Regions from separate parts of the Gossypium hirsutum genome. Here region 2 is linked to region 1. Evidence: chromatin contacts called from public Hi-C data. All regions are on one chromosome and are shown on one strand. The core of a region is the stretch at or near the end of the contact, and the rest is flanking DNA. Distances in the headings are between cores, read along the strand shown.

Region 1 (4,095 bases), core at 1,441-3,940:
GTGCAAATAGTAGATGAAATATACAAAATAACAATTCTTAGAACAATCACACTCATATATTGTTTTAGAGTATCAATTCTTTAGATTAACTTCAGAATTTACAGTTATGCATGCACATGCTTATGAATGGCGTTGCAATTTCAATTTATTAGAGAAGATCCTACTTAACTTCGCTATACACCATAGTAAGAGTTCCCTAGAACTCATCCATCCCTACACACCGCATTGTAGATGAACCACTAGTAATTGTAGATAAATAGCCAATACTAAAATTGTGGATGAACCACTAGAATGTTCAGGTAAAAAATTTGTAGACAAGTTGCCAGTAAGTTATGGATGAACCACCAGTGTTTGAAGATTATTAAACTGCCAATTCTTCCTCTGTTCATATCATCCTACCCAATACAATGCAATATGACATGCTTATAACAGATCAGTAGAGAAACAATAAACATACTTAACATGTATTTAGTTCAACAGTACTAGTAGGCATGTTGTGCATACGATCAATATTATAGTGATAGAAAAAACAATACAATTGATCAGAAATACAATGACAGTATACATGTATCATTCACATATCATGCACATTATAGTAACAATTTAGTCAATCAAATCATAGATTTCAATTATACATATCGTCAGGGATTCAATTGAATGAAATAAAACTTTAAAAAAATAGTTAGGGGACTATATAGGGACTAAACAGAACAATTCACAAATTCCTGGGAAAAACTGTAAAACAGGGGTCACAAGGTTGTGTAACAAACTGAGGCCATGTGACAACCATTAAAGTTACCCTACAAGAGAGACACGGCCGTGTTGCAATCTGTATGGAAGGGATGTGGCCGTGTGGTACATGAACTAGCCTAGGATTTACAGGGGCACATGTCTGTATGCTTCACACACCCATGTGGGCAACTATGTGGCCCTAAACTTCACACGATTTTCTATCAGTTCACTTGGTAAAGAATACACTTTTCACTGCGGGTTCGATTGACATTCGTCACGCTTGATTCTGATCTGATTCACCTAGATTCGGTCCTTCAAATGACATTTACTCATGAATTAATGGTTGGTATCAAAATTTCACAAGACTAATAAAAGATTTGGCAAGATTTCAAGTAAATTGATTAATCGAACCTAAAGATTAACATTGTACATTAATATTACGGAAATACAAGATTTAATCCTTGATAAGGAACGCACTTACCAATTCATGGCAAAGGTAATAGATGCTATTTGACAATCACTTTAAAACCGTTTAAGAAAACAAAGAAACGGGGATTGATTTGATTGGGAAAGAAAAATAATCAATAGTTCAAAGGTTAAAATATGATGCAAGTATGAGAGAAAAGAAAAAGAAAATAAAAAAGAAAGAAAAGAAATAGAAGAAGAAGAGGAATTTTACTAAAATTTGAAAAGAGGCAAACTAATCCAAATGGGAAAAACTAACTAAATAGCTAGGGTTTGTAAACCCTAGGGGCGGCAAGGGCAACTTACCCTACCTTGCCGAAATTAAAAGAAAATGAAATGGGAAGGAGGGGCTCAAACCTAAGTTCTCTAGGGAAGGAAGCTAGCACTTAACCATTAGGTCTGAAGCCTATTTCTTATTTAGTCATTTCGTCAAACCCTATATATTTCGGGGCATGACAGAAATTTATACACACAAATTCTGAGTTGAAAGTCGATCTGACAATTTAGAGTTAAAATTATTGATAATTTCAAATGAAAAGTTGAAGCCTCTAGAAATTTTTGGAATACAAAAAAAATCTCATCTAATTCTTATATCTGGTTTGAGTTTTGATTCAAGGGTTGTTTGACTTTATCTTAGATGAGTATGAATTACTTCAAGTGTCGTGCAGACTTGCTCTTGCATGGGGTTGGATTGCCTTTGTTTAGTTTATTTGGATCAAAAGGTGACTTTCTTCAAAAACGACTTTTGTCTTCCTCTCCATGATTGAACTGGATTGGGAGGTGGCTTTTTTCCAGAATTAGTGCGGCGTTCTTCAAAATTTCTTCAAGTTCTTTGACTTCTTCAGAGATTTCTGTAAAGACCTTTTGTGCTTCTTAAACTTGTGCATATGTAGAATGCCAACGGGTTATCCCTTTTTATAGTGTCAATTATTTGAATAAAAAAGAGTTCTAGTAGAATTTAACTTCTTCATTTGATTATTCTACAAGAACTTAAACTCTTTTATTTATTATTAATTTAATTAATTAGATATAAAATAATTATTTAATATTATTACATAATTATTTTATTTTTAAGTAGTGATAATATAAATTTTTATTATTTATATTTTAATTAATTTAAATTAATTAAAGAAAAATAATTATGACATATGATATTATTATTTTTATCCATAATAATTTTGACTTTGACCCATAATAATTTTGGTTTAACGCGTGGTATTTTGTAATGGGTCAAAAATTTTCTTCATCTACATGATTTATTTTTAAATATATTAAAAAATAATTAGGATATCAAATAATTGAAGCTATAAATAGTTGGTTTTTATATGAGAATTCAACGTAATGCATTAATTAAACAGATGGCTTTATTTAGCACTTAATAGCTGACCATGACTTGATATGCACAAATGACTAAGAATTCAACTACACCATATTTTAGAATTTAATGAATATAAAATTTATGTTATCGCGTGAGGGGGTTGAAGTTAGACTCGAAGACCAAGTGTGGTGGACTGCTGTCGCTGCACCAGTTGTAATATTTTGACTACCGACTTGTCCCATGTTATCAAAGCTCTAAGGATCCGAATAGGTTGACTAAAAACTTCATTTTTAGTTATTAAATTGTTTTATCTTCGTAAACAATGTAAAGAGATTGTTATCTGTCTCATTTACATATTTGTTTATTTCTCAATCTATTTGTTAAAATAAATTCGATAATTAATTTTTCGTATTTTGTAAATCTATTAAAAAAGTAAATATTGATTACGAGTTTTAAAATTGTATATATCAAATTAAGATACACCCACAATGCAAATTAAAATAATTGTATAACAAATTTGTTAAAAGTTGACCTAAAAGTCAAATATGATATTGGTTGTAATGGGAAAATTGAGGGAATGAATGTCATAGTGCTTTAAATTTAAATATCATGTATTGTTTCAGATTTATATCTTTAAAACAATTATATAACAAAATTATAAAAAAAATTACATAAAAATTAAATATGGCTTTTGTTGAAATAATAAAACTAAGAGAGTGAATCTTATAATGTTTTAGGTTTAAATATGCATGCTTGAACCCCTTATATACTTATTTTTCTAACTTTTATATAAAATATAAAAATAAAAATAAAAATACTCTTAAAATAATACTTGTTGTTTTGTAAAATAATATGTTATTGGTTAAGATAATTAACTGCCAAACTCATAATGCTAGGCCTAACATACTCAAAATAATACTTGTTGTTTTGTAAAATATATATATATATATATTTTATATTAAAATTTTGTATCATATCTTTTATTAAAAAAATATTATATATTATTTCCTTTATCTACCTAGGATTCCTGTGTTGTTACTCCATATTTTAGAATTTAATTTCTCCTATAATAATTTAATCTCATGACATTTATTATTATATAGTTGTACAAGATCGATCTTAGTTCAGAATGATTAAATTTAAAGTTACAAATAATACTCTCCAAATCTCAGAATATTTTTTGACTTCAGGATAGAGTGTGGACTGGTTTGTAAAATTTTGGCAACTGACTTTGTTTTTTTAAGTAAATTACACCAATAATTTCTAAGCTTTGCTTAAAATTTTATTTCAATCAATGAACTTTCAAATATTATGTAATAGTCATTAACGTTTTCGAGTTGTTACATTTTGATTACTCGTTTGTTAACTTATACTAAGAGATGATGTGGTATTATAAATCAAAGGGTTAATAATTAAATGACTCAACTATAATTAAAATATCTTTTCAATGCTTTTAACATAACATTTTTCCTAACAATAGTTCTAAAATTACTTTTAAAAAATTAATAAAAATTATAAAAAATTATTAAGCAGTAGTTGGAAGAAGTGAAGGTGAACTTCTTCCCCAAGTATTAGACCAA
Region 2 (3,629 bases), core at 375-2,874, 200 kb after region 1:
GAAAATTATACCAAGGGAAAGTGTCAATGACCAATGCTTGGTGTGGCTTCTTGCAAGTGGTGTTTTTATTTCAACTGCCGCATCCCACTTTCATTCTTCTGATATCGAAAGCTTTGTTGCTTTTATAAGTATTGATTGTTTTTCGGAATCTTGATCAGAATCGTACTTAAGAAAACTTGCGTATCTGAAAAAGAAATAAAAAAATAGAATTAAAAGTTTTGATTGAGTTTTCGAAAATTAAAAATAATAGAAATAAATAAAGTTGAGGAAATTGTGTTCTTATAAAGAGATTCTAGCCACCAGTTGTCTCGATCTGCCTTGGATTCAATCTTCAGCTTTTAGGTGATCATTCTGAAATAGAATAAGCCAGTTATATTGGAAGAGGACGCCTACGACCACCAACTCCAAGAATTTAGACTTACAATTTTAGCAAAACTTGACTCTAGCCAACAATCGCTTCTGTGGGATTATCTTATGTTAAATCATCACTTCTCAATGACAAATCCTACGCCATTTTGTCTCTTGGGCTTGCAAACCTTCGACACATTAAGCTAACGAACCAACTATACAACCTTCTCAAAATATACAAAGCGGCCACCTTTGCACATGTTGAAAAGATCATCTTTTAAGGGATATGGATGGAAACGTCATCCCCGTAATACGGAGTAGCGATGAATATTCGTTGAGAAGGCTAAGTACGGGTTCTAAGCCTCAAGAACCTTTTTTGGGGAATTTTGACAATATTCGGCTAAATAGATTTAGTGGCTCGTAATTTTTTTGGGAAAAAAAGAGACTAAACTTGATGGGGAGAGAGTATTTACAGAAAAAAAAGGATGTGAAACTTGTGTTACTCCATCCCCTATTTAGAAAAGATAGTCTAGTCCTACTTAAATTCTAAAAAATAAATACAAATAATTAAATATAAATAAAGATAAATAAAAATAAATTCTAAAAATCTAACTAATAATCCTTAATAATTATCCTAATATAATTGGAATTAAAATAGAGTCTTGTGATAAAATTTCTTCTTTTGCACTTTAGCTCTTATGTTGTCCATGCTTGCATTTTTTGCACCACCTTTTTCCTTATGTTGCATGTTGGCCCATTTTATCTTTAAATTCGTGATTTTTTCACTTAAATTTCTTTTTACCTCTAATTTAGTCTCTAAAAAATAAAACTATAAATAGCTTAAACTAGTAGGATAGTACTCAAAATAAATATATAACTAATACATACAAATATGTGATTTTAGAGTATTCTATGTTTGGCGTGGCTTCTTGCAAGTGGTGTTTTTATTTCAACTTCCGCGTCGGACTTGCATTCTTCTGATATCTGACAGCTTTGTTGCTTTTATAAGTATTACTATGGCTCACACTACCACTCAAAAACATGCATGGGTAAAAGGTATTCACACCTTTTCCTCCAATATATTGGATATTTTCGACCCATCCCTTTCGTTTCCCTTCCCACAATTACCATATTATTTAAGCTTTACACCTAATGGACCCTGCTCCCCTCATCAAATTGGCCCTTTAATTCTTAACTCAACTTGCTCTGGGGGTTTTTAAGAGGCTTACAAAAGCTGTTAGCATTACAGTGTTTTATCTGTATTGACAAGGGGAAGATGAAGTTCGGGAAGGAATTCGCGTCGCAGATGGTGCCGGAATGGCAAAATGCGTACATGGATTATGAATACTTGAAGACTCTTTTAAAAGAAATCCAACGTTTCAAGCATAGGACGAAGCCACCGTCTACTGGTTTAAAACGAAAACTTACACTTTATAGAGCTTTCAGTGGGCTAACGCAGAAGAACCACCACAACCCCACCAGCCCTTCTTCTGCATCACCCGATATCGAAAGCCAACCCATTCTGGTAAACTCCGTCGAACGGAACGGTTCTGAAAGTTACGAAACCACGTTCCTTATGTCGTCGGATGAGGGGGGAGAGTATGAGCTGGTTTACTTTAGAAGGCTTGATGATGAGCTGAACAAAGTGAACAAATTTTATAAGGATAAGGTGGAGGAAGTGATGAAAGAAGCAAATGTTTTGAACAAACAAATGGATGCTTTGATTGCTTTTAGGATCAAAGTTGAGAATCCCCCGGTGAATTTCGATAGGTCCGTCGAGATGACTCGTCTTGCTTCCGACATTGCTGTTTCCACTGCATCACTGTCGGTTCCTACTACTCCATCTGGGGGTAGATCAAAGAGCAGTAAGTTGCAACTTACAATTATATTTATATCGAGAATTATCGTAAAAATAATTAATTGAACTTCAACCTGTTTGATGTGCAGAAAGAGCTGCTCACTTGGAAGCCATTGAAGAAAGCATCCATGGACAAACTGAAGATGATAAAGATGATGAGAAAGAGATGGAAACTCCAGTTCAGGAGCCAAAACCGCCGAAACCCAAAATCAAGGGGGTGAAGCCCGCACCGCTAGAAGTACTAGATCGGGTGAAGATGAACAACACTCTCGAAACTCCTCGTTCCACCATTAAAGGTGTTCTGCAGGTTCCAAAACAGGCGGAGATGAGTTTCAGTAGGGAAAATCTAAGAAAAGTTGAAGATCAACTCAAGCGGGCTTTCGTTGAATTTTACCAAAAGCTTCGCCTGCTTAAAAGTTACAGGTACATAACTGGCCAGGCTTAATTTATTTCATCGTTAGGTCTTATTACTCAGTTTTTGTTTTTCCTGGAACTCAACAGCTTTTTGAATACCTTGGCATTCTCCAAAATCATGAAGAAGTATGATAAGATCACATCGAGAAGTGCATCGAGATCTTACATGAAAATGGTGGATAACTCCAACCTTGGTAGCTCTGATGATATTACAAAGCTGATGGAGAGAGTTGAAGCTACATTCATCAAGCATTTTTCCAATGCCAATCGTACTAAAGGGATGAATATCTTAAGACCCAAAGCCAAAAGAGACAGGCATAGGGTAACTTTTTCAACTGGTAAGATTTCTGTTGTTGTTGAAAGTGGCTTTTTTCTTAATAAAAATAATATAAAAAATTAATTAATTATAAAAATGGGATGGGAGAAAATTATTTACAAAAATTTTGTGTTGCATAACACACTTGCAGCACAGCACCTTTCAATTTTTCAGTAAATCATTACAATTTTTTTTATTAATGCCGCTACTACGTAGACAGCATAAAAATATATCTTTTAAAATATTTGTTTTTTCACGAAAAAAATTAAATAAAAATTTATTAGAAAACACCTTTTGAAGTAAAAAAAGAAAAAGAAAAAAGAAGTCTACTACGAAAACAAACAGCTAAAGATAAAAAAGAAACTTCTCACTAATAGATCTTAGCAAGTCTTTTAAAGCAGGAAAGGGAGTGTTATCCCCCCACTTATCTCTTGTCCTGTTAAATTGAAAAAAAGTGTATGTCAAAAATCACCATGTATGTAAATGATAGTGTATAATCTCAAAAGAGAAGTAATTGACAGTCTCAAAAATAAGTGAGATATTTTTTAAACACTCATTTACAAAAATATATATATATATTTTATGGTATATGTACACGAAAATATAAGTATTTTAAAAAATATATATATTAGTATTATATGAGACAATAACAATACCAATAATTTTTTTTTAAAAAGGATCATTATAAACTAA

Evidence for each region. A called contact is a pair of places that touch in the nucleus more often than the background predicts.
Region 2: a Hi-C map of callus shows a contact between it and region 1, with 2.5 times the contacts expected there. The contact joins the promoter of LOC107957355 here to the enhancer-like site in region 1. A contact is called at or near these places in 6 of 34 Hi-C or Micro-C datasets (callus, cotyledon and leaf).

The regions. Positions count from the first base shown.
Region 1 is chrA05:44,805,446-44,809,540 of Gossypium_hirsutum_v2.1, forward strand. No RefSeq gene overlaps it. Among protein-coding and RNA genes, the nearest start is that of LOC107957354, 4.7 kb to the left of the region's middle. Within about 2 kb of position 2,691, at least 4 of the 9 cell types and tissues checked have an H3K27ac peak or open chromatin away from gene starts, as enhancers often do. A contact at or near this core is called in cotyledon and leaf, where this site is marked.
Region 2 is chrA05:45,002,238-45,005,866 of Gossypium_hirsutum_v2.1, forward strand. It overlaps LOC107957355 (phosphate transporter PHO1 homolog 3), which reads left to right and starts at 1,625. Exons shown (of 8, transcript XM_016892865.2): 1 at 1,625-2,213; 2 at 2,296-2,629; 3 at 2,708-2,958. The coding sequence starts at 1,625.